Regions from separate parts of the Sus scrofa genome. Here regions 1, 2 and 4 are each linked to region 3. A link is a contact called in public Hi-C and promoter capture Hi-C data. All regions are on one chromosome and are shown on one strand. Each heading gives the region's core, a stretch centred on a gene start, on an enhancer-like site or on the middle of the called end of the contact. The rest is flanking DNA. Distances are from core to core; before and after follow the strand shown.

Evidence for each region. Promoter capture Hi-C pulls out the DNA fragments that hold promoters and counts their contacts. A called contact is a pair of places that touch in the nucleus more often than the background predicts.
Region 1: a Hi-C map of skeletal muscle shows a contact between it and region 3, with 6 times the contacts expected there. The contact joins the promoter of PHKG1 here to the promoter of FUS in region 3. A contact is called at or near these places in 1 of 5 promoter capture datasets (liver), 1 of 47 Hi-C or Micro-C datasets (skeletal muscle) and 1 of 2 datasets of contacts at active chromatin or transcription factors (skeletal muscle).
Region 2: a contact with region 3 is called in a promoter capture Hi-C map of fetal liver, with 3 times the contacts expected there. The contact joins the promoter of CCT6A here to the promoter of FUS in region 3. A contact is called at or near these places in 1 of 5 promoter capture datasets (fetal liver) and 1 of 47 Hi-C or Micro-C datasets (heart right ventricle).
Region 4: a contact with region 3 is called in a Hi-C map of heart right ventricle, with 2.5 times the contacts expected there. The contact joins the promoter of CCDC189 here to the promoter of FUS in region 3. A contact is called at or near these places in 1 of 5 promoter capture datasets (fetal liver) and 1 of 47 Hi-C or Micro-C datasets (heart right ventricle).

Annotation. Positions count from the first base shown.
Region 1 is chr3:16,818,503-16,823,845 of Sscrofa11.1, reverse strand. PHKG1 (phosphorylase kinase catalytic subunit gamma 1) reads right to left here and starts at 1,804. Exons shown (of 10, transcript NM_001293144.1): 1 at 1,681-1,804. It overlaps SUMF2 (sulfatase-modifying factor 2), which reads left to right. Exons shown (of 9, transcript XM_021086361.1): 9 at 1,698-4,085. The coding sequence ends at 1,770. It overlaps CHCHD2 (coiled-coil-helix-coiled-coil-helix domain-containing protein 2), which reads right to left. Exons shown (of 4, transcript XM_003124448.4): 4 at 4,716-5,017. The coding sequence ends at 5,007.
Region 2 is chr3:16,857,067-16,862,439 of Sscrofa11.1, reverse strand. It overlaps CCT6A (T-complex protein 1 subunit zeta), which reads left to right and starts at 3,621. Exons shown (of 14, transcript XM_005662018.3): 1 at 3,621-3,877; 2 at 4,284-4,347. The coding sequence starts at 3,741.
Region 3 is chr3:17,323,965-17,329,261 of Sscrofa11.1, reverse strand. It overlaps FUS (FUS RNA binding protein), which reads left to right and starts at 2,697. Exons shown (of 15, transcript NM_001287420.1): 1 at 2,697-2,709; 2 at 4,262-4,286; 3 at 4,382-4,536. The coding sequence starts at 2,697.
Region 4 is chr3:17,634,140-17,639,200 of Sscrofa11.1, reverse strand. CCDC189 (coiled-coil domain-containing protein 189) reads right to left here and starts at 3,047. Exons shown (of 8, transcript XM_013992414.2): 1 at 2,540-3,047; 2 at 2,206-2,237; 3 at 1,812-1,877; 4 at 1,467-1,636. The coding sequence starts at 2,755. RNF40 (E3 ubiquitin-protein ligase BRE1B) reads left to right here and starts at 3,211. Exons shown (of 20, transcript XM_021086412.1): 1 at 3,211-3,342; 2 at 3,452-3,654; 3 at 4,040-4,207; 4 at 4,342-4,483. The coding sequence starts at 3,523.

The sequences.
Region 1 (5,343 bases), core at 555-3,054, 500 kb after region 3:
AAACTCTGTGAAGGACAAATTCAAGTCCTCTTTCCTTTCCTCTCTGAGATGAGGCTGGGCTTGCTTGCCCTCTGCCTGATCTCTGCTCTTGTGGGAAAAGCGAGACACTTCAATGGTTTCACCTTCAGATGGGCCGCTCCCATAGCCTCCCCTTATCTCCCCAGTTGTAATTGTCCTTCCCAGAAAAAAACCCTGCCGTTCGGGACAGACTCCCGGTGCTTCCCACTGCTGCTTCCGCACCCACTCGGCTCTTAACCGGATTTTCATGATCTCTCTCCATCCTTCCTGCCTCCCTTCTTCCTGCCTCCCTCCCTCCATCCTTTCTTTCATACACTGAGTAGTACTGTGCCAGGTGCTCTGAGGAACGCAGAGCTTGATGGGCAAGACCTGGTCCCAGCCTCTGGTATCACTTGTCAGTGTACTGCCATCTCCTCCATCATCTGTGACCATCTCTAGGACGTCCCAGCCATCCCTCCCCACTGTGCCCAGTGCAGCTGCTACAGGTGCTGCTCCGTGGATGCAACTCAATGGCTGGAGGTATCCCTGTGGTCCAGGTTCCTGCCAGCAGGATGGTCCTGTTCCCAGAATGCCTTGTGTCCCACCTAATGGTGGCCAGTGAGCCCCGAGAGGTCCTGCTGGGACAGTATAGAGCCAGGACCCTCAGGCCGAGATCCAGAGGAGCTGAGCTGGCGTTGCTTCAGGAACGTGGAGGCCGTAGTGTACTGAACTCCTCCCGCAGCCAGAGGATTTCAGGAATGGAGAAAATGATGTACTGACCGGAAGAGGGGCAGATAGAAAACGGGCACGAGCTGCCACTGGGCAAGGCCAAAGCTGCCTCTCCTCTCACTTCCACCGCCCCTTCTGGGCCCAAGAAGGCCTGGCCTGTCGGAGGGGCCAATTTGCTGACTGGCCAAGGAGCAGCCCTGGCTGCCTCGGGACAGGCTGGCTGTTCCAGGAAGTCTGGTGTCCCTACTGCCTGGTGCCTGGTTACCAGAGGAAGGATCAGAATAACAACAGGCTCCTCTGCCAGCAGCAGGCGCTTGAACGGCCTCTGTTCCGCTCGTCAGCAACCCCAGCTGAGCACGGGCATGTCAGTGCCCCATTAAAAAAAGCCCATTTTCTGGTAAGTCCTTTTACGTTCCCAAGGTGGGTGTCTCTCCCCCGTCTCTAACCTCCCAAAGCCAGGCGGGGAAAGTCTCTCCTTCCTTCCCCCGGCCCTCCATGTGCAGAGGGTGTATCTGACCCAGCCCAGGATGCCATCCAGTCCAGGGGCCTCTTTCCCTGGCACTGCCGGCTTCGCTGAGTTCCTGGAGTGGGCGGGGGGGCTTTATCATGCCTCTTTCCCTTGCTCCAGCCCTAGCTTGGGGCCAACTTTGGGCCTCTGTCCACCACCCCCACCTGCACTCCCCAGGCCTTTCCCAAGACGCCTCTGGAACAGGGTCCCCAAGTGGGGGTAGGCAGCCTGGTCCCTTTTGGAACATAACATCCCTCCCTGAGAACAAAGTCCCAGGGATCTACTTTCCGCAGACAAATACCTGGGAGGGGACTTCAGGAGTCAGTGCTGCCACTCTCCTGGGCCCACCTGCCCTCAGAAGGGGGAGTAGAGGGGCTAATGGATTTTGGGGGGTGGTCTTCCCTCCTCACAACCTCTCCCTCTCCCCTCCTGATCCAGCTACTCACCGCTTATGTCCTCGCAGGTTCTTGAGTCAATGTGACAGAAACCCCAAAGGTCCTGGAGCCCCTTGGGGAGAGGGGACAACAGAGGGCTGAAGCGTGTCCCGAGCAGACACTTGTGGCCAGAATAGGATGTCTTGCTGCTCTTCCTTCGGGCTTCGCTACTTGATGACGGAAGGCCGATGTGCCAAAAATAAATCACAACTGCAACCTGGGATGCGGGCCAAGGCTCAGCAGAACAGCGCCCTGGCCAGGGCCAGTCTCACCGGGGGGTGACCTCTGGTGGAGGGTGAAGGAAGCTCCGGTGGCCTGGGAGCAGGCAGGACAGACTGCACGAGGCAGCCGCCCTCTGGAGCTCACTCAGCCTCCAGGCTTAGAGGAGGTACAGCCAGGAATGGACCTGCTTCTCTGGGAGCCATTCATGTGTGTGCTGAGAGCGGAGCCCTGGCAACACCCCAGCCACTGTCATGCCCACCTGCAGCCCTGGCTGCCACAAGGACGCAGGCATCGGGACCCACTCAGGTACTGTTGGTTTGGTTGTCCTACAAAATGCAGACCTCAAGGGTTAGGGAACATCCCTTCAGGAATCCATCTTGATCTGCCTCCATGATTTCATCCTTAACAGTTTCTTTCTTTTGGTCTTTTTAGGGCCACGCCCGTGGCATATGGAAATTCCCAGTCTAGGAGTGGAATTGGAGCTACAGCTGCCAGCCTACACCACAGCCACAGCAATGCAGGATCTGGGCAGAGTCTGCAATCTACACCACAGCTTATGCAGTGCCGGATCCATTAACCCACTGAGCGAGGCCAGGGATCAAACCTCATGGATCCTAGTCAGGTTCATTACTACTGAGCCACAATGGGAACTCCAGCCTGCAGTTTCTAATGAATGAGAGGAGTTCCATGTGCCAGGAAAAGCATATGGGCTCTATCATCAGGGTGATTTTAGCTTAAGAGGCTGACAGAATTGGCAGTAATGTATGCAAGGTGCTGGCACACAGTAGACACTTATCTATTGCTCACCCTCACTCAAAAGCTACCTTTTCTTCAAATCCCTGATTCTAATATTCCAAATGAAGAGAGAGTAGTACAGTGCTCCATACAGATGCTGAGCCCATGAATACTCACTTAATTAGCATTTTACAAAGCACTTCACACACACTCTCACTGATTCCCCCACACTATTGGTATTTTTCCAGTTTCAGAGATTGTGACTTGCTCAAGGTTGTCAAGTAGGTGAGGAGGGCCTAGGTTAACCCCAGGTAGGGGTCCATGTGCTTTCCTTTCATTACATCAGGCTCTCCATCTCTTTCACTCTGGGGGACTACTTTGAACTACTATCTAAAAAGGAATTTTTTTATCCATAAACGCCTCCAGCTCATCAAGATGCAGCATCTGGCCCCAAGGATGAGAACACCTTTTACTGTCACTAAGCCCTTTTTCCCTCTCCTGATTCTAAGCTGTAGATTCCTGCTGGCTTACACTTTCAAGGCAGGGCAAAAACTCCTTCTGACTTCAAGGCAAAAGGCCAATACACCCAGTGGATTATTCCCTGTGCCCTTCTCTGCATAGCCATGGCTCCCATCAGGGAGAGGCCAGATTAACCAGACTCTTAGATTTTGTCAGTGGTGGCTCCTTTTCCTTTGATTCATTGATTCAAAAATTCTTGGGTACCAACTGCACACCATCACGCCTTTGATGTTAAAAGGCATTAACACGGTGAACTCAGGAGTTCCTGTTGTGGCTCAGGGGTAATGGTAATTTCCATGAGTACTCAGGTTTGATCCCTGGCCCTGCTCAGTGGGTTAAAGATCCAGAGTTACTGTGGAATTGCCATGAGATGCCGGTAGGTTGCATACACAGCTCAGATCTGGTGTTGCTGGGGCTGTGGTGTAGGCCAGCAGCTGTAGCTCTGATTCAATCCCTAGCCTGGGAACTTCCATATGCCGCAGGTTTGTCCCTAAAACAAACAAAACAAACAAAAAACAAACCACTATGAACTCAGAGGTCCCAAACCTCTAGGAAAATGGGCAAAGGAGTGCTTCCTGGTGAACTCAGGAGGGAATATGCTGGGGGATTGGCCAATAGTGGACTGGGTCATTCAGATCCTTGGGGAAAATGATTAGGTAGAATGGGGCACTTAGCAGAGGACAGGAGGTAACAACTGAATACCACTTAACTCACCTTGCTGTAAGAGATCCCTAAAATAAGGGGGGAAAAGTCAAAATAGGAAAATTGGAGTTCTTGCTGTGGTGCAGTGGGATTTGGCAGCATCTCTGCAGCGCCAGGACATAGGTTCGATCCTCAGCCCAGCACAGTGGGTTAAAAGATCTGGTGTTGCTACAGCTGTGGTTGGATCTGATCCCTGGCCCAGAAACTCCATATGCTGTGGGGTGGCCAAAAAAATTGAAAAAAAAAAAAAAAAAGGAGTTCCTGTTGTGGCTCAGTGGTTAATGAATCTGACTAGGAACTGTGAGGTTTCGGGTTGGATTCCCTGGCCTTACTCAGTGGGTTGAGGATCTGGCGTTGCTGTGAGCTGTGGTATAGGCTGCAGACGCGGCCTGGATCCCACGTTGCTGTGGCTCTGGCGTAGGCCGGCAGCTACAGCTCCAATTAATTAGACCCCTAGCCTGGGAACCTCCATATGCCTGGGGAGAGGCCCAAAAAATGGCAAAAAGACAAAAAAAAAAAAAAAAAAAGAGGAGTTTCTGTCATGGTGCAGTGGAAACAAATCCAACTAGGAGCCACAAGATTGTGGGTTCAATCGCTGGCCTCATTCAACAGGTTAAGGATCTGGTGTTGCATTGCTGTGAGCTGTGGTATAAGTTGCAGACATGCTAGGATATGGCGTGTCTGTGGTGCAGGCCAGCAGCAGCTCTGATTCGCCCCCTAGCCTGGGAACCTCCACATGTTGTGGGTATAGCCCTTAAAAAGCAAAAAAAAAAGGGAAAATCAAGTCCATATTGAGACAACTGTGTTCTTCTGCAAAATGCATTATGTTCAGCATGTGTGACTTATAACCTAATACTTAAAGAGACACATTTTGAAAGAAAATCTCTTTATTCTAATTAATTCACAATCAATAACATCAGAAAAGCATGTTTCAGAGGCCACATAAACATCTGCCCAGCTCCAAACTCAATACTCAATGAGCTTCCACATCAGAAGAATACCCTCCTCCACTGCAATTCTGAAGCACGAAAGCTATTAGTGATAGAGGAGAGGTTTAATCTTGATTTCACACTTTATATCTTCATGATCAATCACATTTTTATGCTAAATCAACCAGGTCATGGAGGGTGATTTTTCATGTCTTCAGTGGAGCTTCTTGATTAAGATAATCCTGCAAACAGAAAAGGTATGTTAAAAGAGCACTAGCCACATATTCTCAACAAAACAGAAATCCTCCAAATTACAAGAGGAGGAGTGAAGCCCAAGGTTGTTAAGTTTCTTTTTTCGTTGGCCATGACCATAGAATGTGGAAGTTCTTCTGCCAGGGATCGAACCTGCACCACAGCTGTGACCTGAGCCACAGCAGTGACAAGGGCCATATCCTTAATTGGTAGGCCACCAGGGAACTCCTATTAGTTTTTTTCATAAGCTATTTAAGGCATCCTACAACCAACAAAACTTCAATTCTGCACCTGCCACAAATGAGAAAAGACAGGG
Region 2 (5,373 bases), core at 2,372-4,871, 470 kb after region 3:
CTTAGGACTGGGAACCTCTATATGCCACAGGTGTGGCCCTAAAAAGAAAACATGAAATTTTTTTGTTGTTGTCTTTTTGCCATTTCTTGGGCCGCTCCCGTGGCATATGGAGGTTCCCAGGCTAGGGGTCGAATCGGAGCTGTAGCCAACCGGCCTACGCCAGAGCCACAGCCACGCGGGTTCTGAGATCCGTCTGCAACCTACACCACAGCTCATGGCAACGCCGGATCCTTAACCCACTGAGCAAGGGCAGGGACCGAACCCGCAACCTCATGGTTCCTAGTCGGATTCGTTAACCACTGTGCCACGACGGGAACTCCAGAAAACAAGAAATTTTAAAATATTTAAGTAAGCTCTGTTTTACACAGTATAGCACAAAATTCAAATAATAATAATAAAAGAAAAAAAATACATTCTACTACATGAAAAACATTAGTATTTAACTGGTAAAAAGGCATAAATACAAAATACAAATAACACTGGGATAGATTAACTTCAACAAAGAAAACATAAAGAGCTCCTACAAATCCATAAGAAACCAAATAGGAAAACAGAAGACATGAACAGACAGTTCACATCGAAAATACTACAGGAGTTCCTTCCCGTCGTGGCTCAGAGGAAACGAATCTGACTAGGAACCATGAGATTTTGGGTTTGATCCCTGGCCTCGCTCAGTGGGTTAAGGATCTGGCCTTGCCATGAGCTGTGGTGTGAGTTACAGGCTCGGCCGGGATCTCACGTTGCTGCGGCTGTGGCCGTGGCTGGCAGCTGTACCTCCAGTTAGACCCCTAGCCTGGGCATCTCCATGTGTCTTGAGTGTGACCCTAAAAAGCAAAAAAAAAAAAAAAAAAAAAAAAAAAAGAAAGAGAAAACTACAAATGGCTTTCCCTGGTGCTGCTGTGGGGATTTCCCTATCCTTTGTCTCCTCCGTTCGTTCAACCTCCTTCCACCTCGAGAGTTGTCTTCATCACTAGTGCTCTGGCCTAGACTTAACTAGCAAATCAAACCATAACAGTCAAAAGAAGCTACTTCTTCAGATTTGTCTCTTGCAAGCTTTTTGCCTCCATCGTACACACCTACCTTTCCCTGGGCATGCCATGCCCTCCCTCTGTCATCTCTGTCTGCTATCACTCTCCTGAGCCCTCTTCGCCTGCCAAGTATCTATGTATCACTGAAAAATTCACCTCCAAGAACCTTCCCTGATGCTCAGTAAATACCTTTGTGCTCACAGCACTTCAGTCATCCCTTAAATATAACATCCTATACTTTACTGTGGTTTACCTGTTTACAAGTTTATCTCCCTAACTAGGCTATGTGCTTCTTGAGGATTAGCATCTCCAGAACTAATCATGCATCTCCTACTCTGTAACTGAACCTTTTATTTATTTATTGCTTTTTTTTTTTTTTTTTTTTGGTCTTTTTAGGGCTGCACTCGTGGCATATGGAGGTTCCCAGGCTAGGGGTCTAACTGGAGCTGAAGCCACCAGCCTACACCACAGCCATAGCAACACCAGATCCAAGCCACCTCTGCGACCTATACCACAGCTCACGGCAACGCCAGATCCTTAATCCACTGAGCGAGGCCCAGGATCGAACCTGCATCCTCATGATTCCTAGTCAGAGAGTTTCCACTGCGCCACGACGGGAACTCTTATTTACTGTCTTTTTAGGGCTGCACCTGCAGCACAAGGAAGTTCTCAGGCTAGGTGGGGGTTGAAATAGAGTTGCAGTCACCAGCCTATACCACACCCACAGCAACGCCAGATCCAAGCTGTCTGCAACCTATAGCTGGATCCTTAACCTGCTGAGGGAGGCCAGGGATCAAATTTCTCATGGATCCCAGTCCCGTTTGTTACTGCTGAGCCACAACAGAACTCCCTGTAATCAAATTTTATAGAGATGCTTTTTTGATTCTCAAATATACAAAGCCACTTAAAAACATTCTATACCAGGAGAGTCACTGCAGCCTTAGTAGAAGATTGGAAACAACCTGAGTTCCCATCGTGGCTCAGTGGTTAACAAATCTGACTAGGAACCATGAGGTTGCAGGTTCGATCCCTGGCCTTGCTCAGTGGGTTAAGGATCTGGCATTGCCGTGAGCTGTGCTGTTGCACAGGAGCAGCCCAAGAAATGGCAAAAGGACCAAAAAAAAAAAAAAAAACCATGCAACTGTTAGTGAGGAAGCCCTATTTGTATAGATATGTTACAATCTTCAAGACACTTTAGGTGTAACACACCCAACAGTATTATTTTAAAATTATTATTATTTGTTTTTTAGGGCCACACCAGCAGCACCTGGAGGTTCCCAGGCTAGGGGCTGAATCGGAGCTGCAGCTGCTGGCCTAGGCCACAGCCACAGCAACCCAGGATCTGAGCCGCATCTGCAACCTACACCACAGCTCACAGCAAGGCCAGATCCTTAACCCACTGAGCAACCCACTCAGGGATCGAACCTGCGTTCCTCATGGATTCTACTCAGATTGGTTAACCGCTGAGCCACGATGGGAACTCCTCCCAATAGTATTATAAATTGCCATTTTGTGTGGGGAAAATTTTTGTATTTAAGTACATATTTATTTTTTTCGTTTTCAGCTGCACCCAGGGTATGTGGAAATTCCTGGGCCGGGGATCAAGCCCACTGCAGTGACAACGCAGGATCCTGAACCTACTACGCCACAAGAGAACTCCTCTATATATTTACTTATAAATCCAGAAAGCATCTGGGGAATGCTGAGTATCTAATGATATCATGTAGCTAAAAGTGCAAGTCAGGAAGAAGTTGAACTTCAGCTGGAAGACTTTTCACTATATACTTTTTGACATCATCTGAATTCTGATCAATTTTAGTTATCATCTATAAAAACATCATACAAAACATTAGAGAGTACCTGGGGGGGTGAGGGACTGGATACTAAAAAACAACCATGGCCATCTTTCGGAATAAAGGAGTCCTCTCAAAGGCCGAACACCACTGCCCAACCATGTTTAAGTTCTGGAACTTGCCTTGAGGATCTGAGGCCTCAGCATGGTGTCCTGAGCCCAAAGGGTGGACTGACTCTTGCTTCTCCTCAACTGCTATCGCACCAATCCTGTAGCTTTCTCCAGAAATCTAGCACTTTCCATCATACATTCTATCTCCTCACCTTTCCTAAGCCTAAAACAGCTAGGACGCCAGGCGAGGGTGCTTATCGGATTAACTCTGCCCCACAGCACCTACAACACCATCAAGCACACACTACGTAGTCAAGGAAACTCTTGACAACCTGGGTAAAAGAAGCAACAAGAGAAAAGGCCAAAAGGTGCGAGTAGGAAAGGGAGGAGGCCCACCCTAACCCTGCGGCCGAACACCTCTGGGCAAGAGCAGCCGCCTCTTCAGTCACGCCCCGACGCGCGCGGCCCACAAGCCCGCCCCGCCTACGTCCTCGGGCTTGGGGTCCGCAAAGGCTAGCCCTGGCCAGCGGCGACACGGGAGCCCCGCACGTCCCAGTTGCCTGGGAACACGCTCCTCCCGAGCGTAATGGCGCCGCGGCCGACGCGAGGGGCGGGCTACGTTCAGCTGCGACCCAATGAGCGGCGCCGGCAGAGTCATGGTCCAATGACAGCGGCGCGCGGGCACGCCGGGGGCGGGCTCGACGGGCCCGACTTTTCCAGAAGACCCGGATAGCGCCTCCCGGCCACGCCGAGCCGGCTGTGAGCTGTTAGCACGCCGGCTATCCTCATCCTCCTCTGCTGGATCAGCTATGGCGGCAGTGAAGACACTGAACCCCAAGGCCGAGGTGGCCCGAGCCCAGGCGGCGCTCGCGGTCAACATCAGCGCGGCCCGGGGGCTGCAAGACGTGTTGAGGACCAACCTGGGGCCTAAGGGCACCATGAAGATGTAAGGCGGGGCTGGTGGGGAGGCGCGCGCCTCGCGGGCCTACAAGGGGGACCGCGGCCTGGAGCCCGCCGCTTCCGGGCTTCTGCACTGGCCACTGCGGCCCATTTCCCTCCCCCTTTGCCACGGGTCGATCCCATTTTCTGCCCTGGCCATTTTATCTTGCGGTTCAAGTGATCTCCGCGGAGAACAAAGCTGCCCGCGTGCGCGGCGCTCCTCCGCTCTCTGGGACTTAAAGCGACCCTGAGGACTGTTTCCGGCCGGGAGGGTGGGCGCTTGCACCGTTCCTGTTAGCGGGAGCGGAGCATCAACCCTTGAGGGGCTGGGTAGAGCCCCATTTTTGTGCGACTTTTCATTTGGTCTCCGTTGAGAAAGTCACGTTGTGATTCATTTCTGCCCATTTGAACAGGCTTGTTTCTGGTGCTGGAGACATCAAGCTTACTAAAGATGGCAATGTGCTGCTTCATGAAATGGTGAGATTTTTAATGTTCGTTTTTAAGGTAGAAGAATTCATCGCTCTCAACAGGTAGTTTTCCAGACAATGGAAGGAGTAGAAAAAATAATCAGTACTGTTATGGACCGTACAGTACAGAGAGGAGCCCTGGAGTCTAATAAACTTACTTTTGAATCCCTACCTTTGCCATTTAAGGCCTTAGTTAAAGGGTTTTCATTATTAAAATTAATTCTAATAAAATCTAAAAAACTAGTGGCGATTGACATAATTAGGTAGGCAAAATGCGACAGGATGGTTATACTTTTCCTATTTAAAACAGCATTCTGGGAGTTCCCGTCGTGGGGCAGTGGTTAACAAATCCGACTAGGAACCATGAGGTTGCGGGTTCGATCCCTGGCCTTGCTCAGTGGGTTAAGGATCTGGAGTTGCTGTGAGCTGTGGTGTGGGTCACAGACACTGGCTGGGATCCCGTGTTGCTGTGGCTGTGGTGTAGGCCGGTGGCTACAGCTTCAGTTAGACCCCTAGCCTGGGAACCTCCATATGCTGTGGGAGTGGGCCTAGAAAAGACAAAAAACAAAACCAAAAAACCCAGCATTCTGGGGGTTGCTCCTGTGCGGTGGATTCATTCCTGGCCCTGAACTTGCACATGCCCTGGTGGAGGCCAAAAATAAATAAATAAAAATAAAACAGCGGTTCTTCTTTTTACACCATCTTTCCATTTTTAAAGTTTCAGTGGATAACAATATGAGATTATTGGGAGGAACAGTCATTTTACTCATCCCTAAGTTCCCAAAACATAACAGTTCAAATCCTAGAAGAGGAAAGGACTTGCCTTTGTTTTGAATTTAGAATAAAATTTAGAGTTTTCATACTAGTGCATCATAGATTTTCAACAGCTAAGTGTTTGTAAATATTTTCAGTAAAGACTAGCTAACCTGGAAGATGTTTTTGTTGGTGGGCTAACTGGTAACCTGTGCTACCAGAATAGGAGGCATGGTTTAAACTTGATGATGTCAGAAAAGCCATATCTACATGTCTTTTTAGT
Region 3 (5,297 bases), core at 1,448-3,947:
TTCTGTGTTGCCCTGGGCATAGCTTTTTAACCTTTCTGTGCCTGCCAATTTGCTTGTCTGTGAAATGCAATCCTCATGTGAACATTTTATTGTGAAGAATAAGATTACACAAGCCAGCAGTTCCCGTTGTGGTGCAGCGGAAACAAATCTGACTAGTATCTGTGTGGATGCGGGTTCCATCCCTGGCCTCGCTCAGTGGGTCAGGGATGTAGCTTGCCGGGATCTAGGGTGTACGTTGCCGAGGAGGCTCAGATCCTGTGTTGCTGTGGCTGTAGTGTAGGCTGGCAGCTGAAGCTCTAATTAGACCCCTAGCCTGGGAATTTCCGTATGCTGGGGGTGTGGCTCTAAAAAAAAAAGATTACACAAGGTATACTCAAAGTGCTCAGAATAGCGCCCAATACTTAGCAAGACTTATGAAAGTGTTATTATAAATATGTTTTATATAAATTTTATTGTGTTACCCCTGTTGTTAAATCGTTTCATCTATTTTGTACACTAATGCATCCTCAGTGGCCAGAACAGTCCCTGGACTTAATAAATATTTGGGGAATCAATGAGTGAATGAGTGATGGACTTCCCTTTGTTTGCCCTCACTTCAGGGTCACACTGCCCTCTCAGTGGTGGTGGGGTGGGTGTCAGGGTGTTCAAAGGTCATCACAGCCGAAATTAGGAATTGGGTAGAAGTTCGTGGGCATAGCTGTTTGTTTTCTTTTCTTTTCTTTCTTTCTTTCTTTCTTTCTTTCTTTCTTTCTTTCTTTCTTTCTTTCTTTCTTTCTTTCTTTCTTTCTTTCTTCCTTTCTTCCTTTCTTTCTTTTGCCTTATCTAGGGCTGCTCCCGTGGCACATGGAGATTCCCAGGCTAGGGGTCTCATTGGAGCTGTAGCCACTGGCCTATGCCAGAGCCACGTTTGCAACCTACACCACAGCTCATGGCAACACTGGATCCTTAACCCTCTGAGCAAGGCCAGGGATTGAACTCGAAACCTCATGGTTCCTAGTCAGATTTGTTGACCACTGCATGGCAATAGGAACTCCAAGGGCATAGCTGTTTTCTCTAGGAAAATGTCTGCAGCCTACAAGGGAAGTTTTGGAACACGTGTCAAAGATAAGTTGGGAAGGAAAATCTGCATGGTATATGTGTACCAGGAATAATGCCCTTTACCTTGTTTTATTTAATACTCACCTCTTCCCACCCTTCAGTGTGCAGTGGTTGGATATGGGCTCTCAGTTCCCAGGCCAGGGACTAAACTCTGGCTGTAGCAGTGAAAGCACCTGATTCTAGCCACTAGACCACCAGGGACCTTTCTCAATACTTTCAGCTTTCCTTCTCCAGGCAAGGCTGATGAGAGTGCAAGTTGCAAGTTAATTTGAATTTCATGTTTTGTCCTTTTTCTCATAAGGAGTGAACAAGCTTCAGAACACTTCAAAATGTCTGTATAACTAACAAAAGGAGTATTTTGCAGCCACACAGACCTGGATTCGAATTAGACCCCTTACATTTGGCTGTTCCATAATCATAGATTGCATTTGGCCTGAGTCTCATTTTTTTGGTGTATAAAAGATAGCCTTGCTATCTTTCTTCGTAAGATTGTGATGGAAAAGCAATTAATTGGGCTTTTTTTTTTTTGGCCGCGCCCACTGCATGCAGAAGTTCTGGGGCCAGGGAGTGAACCCTTGCCACAGCAGCCACCTGAGCCACAGTAGTGACAACGCCAGATCTTTAACCCACTGTGCCCTGAGAGAACTCTCTAATTGTGCATTCTGAAGCCACTTCAGCCCTATACAAATATCAATTATTGTTGGATCTGCACATTGATTCCTCCGTAGGGTTTCAGGAAAATACTCCCAGCCCTTTATCAGCAAAAGGCTGGGAGAACCCTGATATAATCTCAATCTCCGGATTGTTTGGGCTTTTCTGTCCAACAGCGAGTCAGAAGCCAAGCTTTGAGGTTGTAGGTGGGCCATAAATGCTTAATCAAAACAGGACCCAGGGGTCCGAGCTAAACTCCATGCTTGCTTTCACGTCAAACGTCACAATCCACAAGCCCTGGTAAGGACAACCCTGAAAGACGATGAGTGAAAACCAAGACGAAGAAAGGTAGTGTGTGTGGTCGGGGGAGGGACGTTAGAACCAAGAGAGGGAGGCTGGCGCGGGAGGGAGGATGCATCTGATGCAGTGGAAGGGCAGTGGAGCGGAGAAGCTCGCTATCCGGAGTGAAAGTGAGGCCCAGCGAAAGGGGCCAGCCTGAGGAATTTCGGTTCCCGCCCCACGACTCCCGGCTTTGACTACAGTTCCGCCCGCAGACGCCCTAGGCCCCTCGCCCCGCCCCCAGAGGGTAATCGGACTGTACCATTATGATCTTATAGGGGTGGAAGTGAATCTTTGGCTCGTCCTTCAGAGAAAATATAAATTATTTCTCAGAAAAAATAAGGCTATATATATTATTTGCATGGTTCTTAGTGAATAACAATTATGTTCTGCCGGCTAGGACCCTATATATTCCCTGAAGGGCGGCAGGAGTCCGGCCATGCTTCCCCTTTTCCTTTCCGCATTTGGTGCATTCCCCCAGGATACGTAGGCGGGGGAGGCGTACATAAACCTCGACGCAGGAGGCGGGGCTGCTCAGTCCTCGAGGCGTCGGTGCTCAGCGGTGTTGGAATTCTGTTGCTTGCCGGCCTGTGCGCGCGTGCGCGGACATGGCCTCAAACGGTATGTAAGTGCGCGAGGCGGCGGTGGCGCGCCAGCCCTGGAGCTCGTAAGCTCCCAGTTGGGCTTTTGTTTCTCGGTGGGGCCCGGGCAGCGATCGCATGTAGGATCTTCTCCGCACCACTGGCGGGAAGCAGCGGAGAGGGGTGGAAGGGGGAGGCCGATGTCGCCATTTTGTTTCGCTCCGCTGGCGCCTCGCGCAGGGCGGGAGGTCTTCCCTTTGCAGCCCCTTTCCTTTAGGTGAGGGTTGGGAGGAACTCTTCTTGGTGACTGGGGACGTGAGACGCGGATGGAAATGCTTGGTCCCCGTAGCCTTCTCTCCTCCGCGTCTCCAGCCCCGCGCTCGGGCCCGCTTTGTCGCAGTGCTGCATCCGGGCACTCGGTGCGCGCACGCGCTCTACTGGCCCCTCCCCCCTTTTCTGGCGGCGCGAACCCCCCTCCCGCCTCGTGTCGGCCCTGCTTTTTGTCGCGAGACCCTCCACCGGCAGCTCCGCGGCGCTCGTCCGGTGTGGGCCTCGCTCCCGGGGTCCCTCGGGAAGGGGCGGGACCTCCTCGTTCCCGCCTCGCGTGCCACGCGGCTGGGGGCGGAGGCTTTGGATCGGGACCGCGCGCCCGTTTAACGGCTAGGGGTGGGGGGCTAGGGGGTGGTCCAACGGACTTGGGGACCGGGTGAGGCTTTTCCCGCCTAAATTTTCCTCCTTGGGAGGTAGGAACTGAAAGGAACGGCCGCCTTAGGCCACACCCTCTCCCGATCCTTTTGCCGTTTCCTGCGGGGAAAGCTGTTTCCTGTATCGAGATGAGTTGATCAGGCTTGTGCTGTCTTCCTTGTGGCGTTTTCGTTACCTTGGATTCGCCAAGTCTCCCCGCAGCCCCGAGGCAGGCAGGGGAGATAGGAACTCGTTGGGAGCCGTAGGGCTGAGGACCTGAGTACCAGTCGGCTTGCCTCTCGAGGCGACCGCTCTTTGATGGCGATCTCTGTCGTTTGGGGTCAAAGAATTCTCCCTTCTTGGTGAGCTGGCTCTGCACTAAAAGCCCCCTGTTCCTGTCTCCAAGATTGGATGGAGGGTGGCCTCTCTCCAGATCTTGAGACTTTCTTTGGGTTGAGAAAGTGCAGGCTACAATCGGAACGTTTTTGCTTCTGGCTTGCAATAAAGCCTGTTCTGCTCAAGCAGCTGTGTGGCTTCAGTTGGACTCTTGGGGATACCTTCCTCATAGAGTGGGTGTGAAAACATGTGAGTCAGTTTGTGCAGTTCCGGATATCAGTTGAAGTTGCAGAAAAATGGTAGTTGTCCACCAGGACTCTTGCTTTTTCCAGTACTTAAGGCCTCTTGGTCTCGGTAGAAATTCGCTTTTTTGGTGTGTCTTTATTGTGAGAAAACTTGACTTTGGTCTGCCGTCTTGCCCCTCTCAACTAGGGTTTCAGGAGGGGATTTCTGCCTTGTCAATTTTCACATCTAGGGGCTCTGGGGCTTGAGTTGAGGCCTTTACCTCTAGTTTGTTCTCTTAGGGGTGGCTGAAGGTAATGTTAATATGATTGTATTTTTCTGTTTTGCAGACTATACCCAACAAGCAACCCAAAGGTGAGTGTCATTTCTGGGTTTCCAGAGTTTGTAGGGGGCAAGGGTGGCTAAGGTGTCTTTTCCTGAGAGCACCGTTGTTGCCTTTTCTTCTCCAGCTACGGGGCCTACCCCACCCAGCCTGGGCAGGGCTATTCCCAGCAGAGCAACCAGCCCTACGGACAGCAGAGTTACAGCGGTTACGGCCAGTCAGCGGACACTTCAGGCTATGGCCAGAGCAGCTATGGCAGTTCTTATGGACAGACCCAGAACAGTGAGTCTTTTTAAGTGGGTCACCCTTCCTCTTCCTGCTTTTTCTGAATGTTGCTTTTCTTAAACCTAAGCAGTGCTGAACTGTTGAAACTGTCCCCCAGTTTCTTTGCCCTTAACCAGTCTGTGATCCTTCAAGCTACTTAGAGTTTGAGTTCTTTCCAAGTACTTAATTCTGTTTCCTTTTATTTTCTTTGACTTTGCATTTTTTGATTTATGCTGCACTTCTCCCTGTTTCCCCTAAGAATGAAAGTGAAATTGGGGAAGAATATTCCCTAAAGGGAAAAGAGTTTTAAGTTTTTGATATTTAAAAGGAGAAAATGGGGAGTTCTCATCATGGTGCAGCGGAAACAAGTCGACTAGGAGCCATGAGGTTTCCGGTTTGATCCCTGGCCTTGCTCAGTGGGTTAAGGATCTGGCGTTGCTGTGAGCTGTTGTGTCGGTCACAGACGCAACTTGGGTGTGATCCTGTTGTGGCTTTGGTGTAGGCCAGCTGCTGCAGCTCCAATTCGACCCTTAGCCTGGGACTCTCCCTATGCTGTGGGTGTGACCCTAAAAAGCATAAAAAAAAATAAAAGGAGAAAATGATTTGCTTGAAGACGTTGGAAATCAGCATACTGTATATCACATTGATACACAAAGAGGTGGAATTTGCCCTTAGGTGCTGAAGGGTAAATAATCTGAGATGTACATCACAGGCTGGTTAAATGCTGTTAAAGGAGAGGGATCTCTTGGGCTGTGATTGGCGGTGGTTCAAGAGGCTGG
Region 4 (5,061 bases), core at 1,798-4,297, 310 kb before region 3:
ACAGTGAGGCTCCCTCCCTGATAACCATTCGTTCATTTTACTCACCCGAAAGCCACCTATCGAGCATGAGCTTAATTTTTTTCTAGTGTTTACATTGTTGGCTGTGCCTGCGGCATGCAGAAGTTCCAGGGCCAGGGAGTGAACCCGCACCATAGCTGCGACCTGAGCCACAGTGGTGACACCGGATCCTGAGCCTGCTGAGCCACCAGGGAACTCCTGAGCAGAAGCTTTAGAAGTAGCCAGATCTAGGCAGCAAATATTGAGTACCCACTGTGTACTGCTCTAGGCCCCGATCAAGACAGAGGAGGTCCTGCCCTTAATACACTTATATTCTGGTCAGAGTGACCTACAACAAGCCAAGAAATACATAATTTTAAGTCTTGTTAAACATTCTGTAGGAAATCAGTTCCAGGAATAAAGCAGGAGTTATTTCACGGAACACCATGCACATATATTTACATATATCACATATACTATTTCTCAGAACAGTTTCATAATGTTATTGCTATATCCTTATTAGAAATAAGGAAATAGGAATTCCTGTCGTGGCGCAGTGGTTAACGAATCCAACTAGGAACCACAAGGTTGAGGGTTCGATCCCTGGCCTCGCTCAGTGGGTTAAGGACCCGGCGTTGCGGTGAGCTGTGGTGTAGCTCACAGATACAACTTGAATCCCATGTTGCTGTGGCTCTGGCGTAGGCCGGTGGCAACAGCTCCGATTTGACCCCAAGCCTGGGAACCTCCATATGCCATGGGAGTGGCCCTAGAAAAGGCACAAAGACAAAAACAAATGAAAAATAAATAAATAAATAAGGAAATAGGAGTTCCTGTCGTGGCACAGCAGAAATGAATCTGACTAGGAACCATGAGGTTGTGGGTTCAATCCCTGGCCTTGCTCAGTGGGTTAAGGATGTAGCACTGCCATGAGCTGCAGTGTAGGTTGCAGACACGGCTCGGATCTGGCATTGCTGTGGCTGTGGTGTAGGCTGGCAGCTGTAGCTTTAATTAGATCCCCTAGCCTGGGAACCTCCATATGCCGCGGGTGCGGCCCTAAGAAGCACAAAAAATAAGAAAAGAAAGAAAGAAGGAAATAGAGAGTTACCGTGTGGCTCAGCAGTAATGAACTCGACTAGTATCCAGGAGGATGCACATTCGATCCCTGGCCCCACTCTGGGTTAAGGATCTGGCATTGCTGTGGCTGAGGTGTATGTAGGCTGGCAGCTGTAGCTCCGATTTGACCCCTAACCTGGGAACTTCCGAATGCCATGGGAGTAGCGCTTAAAAGAAAAAAAAAAATAGGAAATGGAGGATTTGAAAGGTGAGGTGAGATAAGTTGTGTGTGATGATACTCCTAGTAATGTCAGAACCATGGTTTCAGGTGGTAATCCTGCTTTGACTCCCCTGGTCACTTGTGCCATCCTCCTCCTCTGCCCTGGACTCAACTCTCGGGTAGCCTCTCCTCTTACCGATACAGGCCTTGTGAAGATCTTGGAGCAGGGCACAAGCTGTTGATGTCTGCTCCAGTGAGAAGCCCTGATGGCGGCAGAAGATGAGTATGTGGGAGAAGAGGTCCAGGGTGATGGCATCTCGCAGGTTCTGCTCAGGACAGCTGAGCCCCAACAACTCAGCCAGCACCCTTGGGAAGGAGAGAGGAAGGAATGAGTGGCAACTAGAGTCTCCCTTCATCTCCCTTCACCACCCTACACTAAGTCACAAGGTGCTTTGGAGCCAGGCATTCCTCATGCCTTCCCAGCCCACTGCCTCAGCCTTCTCCAAGAGCCAGTTCTTCCTGTCCCTACTCCCCGCCATACTCCCTCATCTCCTCCACGTTGGTTGTCTTCTCCAGCCTCTGCATGGAATGGATGTCGAGGTACTTCCTATCATAGGAAAAGAGGGGAAAAGGTGTTGGCCATTATGCATTAGTCTTAGGACAAGGCTATGATGGCTAGAGCGTAGGACTGGGAAGCAAGAGACCTGAGTTAAGAGGTTTGGCTCTTCCACTAACTCGCTGTGTAACTTTATAACAAAGTCACTGAGGCAGCGGGAGACCTGGCTTATAGTCATCTTGGGTAATTGTATCTCTGGGCCTCAGTCTCCTTGTCTGTAAAATGGGAATTCCGTCCTGTTTGACAGGCTCGTAAGGAAGCGCTAAAGGAATAATACAAGTGTGAAGGGTAACTTTCCCTCAAAGCTCTTCACACTCACCATATGCAGATCCGGGGCTGGGGTAGCGGCGGCTGCGGGAGAGAAAGCGGATTGGGAAAGGCAGAGCTGCGTTGTTAGTCCTGGCCCGTGGTTCTTTGCCCTTGGTGAATCTCTGGTGGTCTAACAACGCGATACCTTGCCTTCTCATCTTAAAAACTGTGTACTAGCAATACCGGCGGGCTGGGCTTCGGCGATCCCTAAGTACTATTCATGAGCGTATTGACAAGCAGTTCAAGCCTGCCTCTTCACCAAGGCAGCCCGGGAAACAAACGGCCCCCTGCCTGGGAGCCCTTTTATAAACATTCATGAGCAGACCACTCTGACCTGTCCTCACCGGGAACAAGTTGGCTGCAGGATCTTCATTCGCATCCACTGAGGCCACGGTCCCTGACTCGGTCCGCACTCCTGTTCCCATCCTCTTGGCCGATTCATCCAACGAGCTGAGGTCCTTCTCATGGTCTTTCTCATGTTCTCGCCGCAGTTCGGAGTGCTGGTCCAGCTCCGACCGCCTTTTCAGTCGCCGGAATTGGCTGGATTTCCGGCGGATCATCTGGTCGCTCCTCTGTGTCGCGGGTCCCCACCGTCTTTATCCTGCCTCGGTTCTGGGACAGCCGATCTCGGGCGGCGACTGCCAAGGCCTGGCCCTTATCGACGCTTCAGCCAATCTACGCTGCAGAGAGGCCGGGTACAGCCAATCGGCTGGGGGCGTCCCTCCGTCTCAACGGTGACGGTTGCTAAGGAGGATCCAGTAGGAAGGGAGAAAGTGTACCGTGCTCGCCAAACTGTGAGAAGAGAATGCGCATGCATAATAAGATGCAAACCCCGCCCCGGTGCCCTCTCTTCGAAGTTGTTAATCTGAGGCAGGCGGCGTTATTAGGACTGCGGAGTGGAAGTGTGTTGTCAGTTACCATGGCAACTGCCTACCGGCCAATCACTGAGAGAAAGAGGAGGTGTTCAGAAAGAAACCAAACGGACGCAAGAGGAGGAACAAAGCACAACCAATAGAAACAGGAACTGGAGAAGATTTCGCCACATCCGGCGCTGCCTCTGGCGCCTGCGCTCTGTGCTGGGGGGCGGGGGTGCCCAGTGACGTCCGGTGAAGTCCAAGATGGCGGCGCTAGGCTGATCCTGCTGCTGGTGAGGGGCCCGGGGCCGGCGGGGCGGGGTCCGGCAGCTGTGTGCGGGGGTAGGCTCGTGGCTGCGGACCTCCGTCCCCTTCCCCAGCTCTACTCTCTGTCTTCTGCAGGTGACGGAAGTGCCGAGTCCGCCTGCCTGACGTCCTCGAGAGACCGGGGGCCGCTCCTCGCCGCCGCGGCCATGTCTGGGCCCGGCAACAAACGCGCCGCCGGCGATGGGGGCTCGGGGCCCCCAGAGAAGAAGCTGAACCGCGAGGAGAAGACAACAACAACGCTTATAGAGCCCATTCGTCTTGGGGGCATCTCTTCCACGGTTCGTGGGCTCCTGCCCCAGCCCGCCCAACTTCCCAGAACCGTTTTCCCAGTTCCCCAAGTTTAACCAGATCCACTTTACAGAGCATTCTGTTGAAGGAAACCTAGGACATGACGTCTGCCTTCCCCTCGCAGATAGGCAAACAGGTTCCCAGAGAGCGTGTGACAGACATGTCAGACTTCAGGTAGAAAGAGGCAGGAGCAGAACGTGACGCTCCTTACAAACAAGACGCTTCCTCCGTGGGTGTCTGAGCTTTGTATGTCCTGTTAGCAGTCTGCTCCCCTCTCACATCCGTTCTATCTGCTTTCCTTTGTCTCTTTCTCTGATTGGTTTCTTGGGCCCTTCTTGACCCTCTCTCTCCTCGGCCCCTCTGTTTCCTTGGTAGGAGGAGATGGACCTGAAGGTTCTGCAGTTCAAGAACAAGAAACTAGCAGAGCGATTGGAACAGAGACAGGCTTGTGAAGATGAACTCCGAGAACGAATTGAGAAACTGGAGAAGAGGCAGGCTACAGATGATGCCACACTCCTCATTGTCAATCGCTACTGGGCCCAGGTGAATGCCCCTCTCCTTTACAAGACTGGGCTTTGATCCAGCTGCCAGTTCTCAGACTTCTCTGTTAGAAAGGGAGTATCATGCTAGGAAGCACCTGAGGGATTCCTAACATTTTTGGTGCTTTCTCCTTTCAGCTGGATGAAACTGTGGAAGCCCTTCTCCGACACCATGAGAGCCAGGGGGAGCTGTCTTCAGGGCCAGAGGCGCCTGGGACCCAGGAAGGGCCAACGCGTGATGAGACCCCTCTCACAGAGCCAGGAACATCGGAGCTGAGGGGTAGGGCCAGAACCCTAGGATCTAGGAAGCTTAATTAAGTTCTGGGAAAGGTCCTGGAGAGGAAAGGATCTTGATAATCAGGCTGCTGAATTCCCTGCCTATACAAACACACACACACACAATTGATTTTATATTTGGGCAGCAAATCACAGTGGATAAGAACAGAGACTTTGGAATCTGAATGACTTGGTTAAGAGTACAATTCAGGTTTTATTTATTTATTTTTTTTGTCTTTTTGTCTTTTTGTTGTTGTTGTTGCTATTTCTTGGGCCACTCCCGCGGCATATGGAGGTTCCCAGGCTAGGGGTTGAATCGGAGCTGTAGCCACCGGCCTACGCCAGAGCCACAGCAACGCGGGATCCGAGCCGCATCTGCAACCTCCACCACAGCTCACGGCAACGCCGGATCGTTAACCCACTGAGCAAGGGCAGGGACCGAACCCGCAACCTCATGGTTCCTAGTCGGATTCGTTAACCACTGCGCCACGACGGGAACTCCCAATTCAGGTTTTAAAAGTATTACATGTATTTGTATTATGACTGTGTACTTGGCACTGGTGTAGATTTGGAGGAGACAAA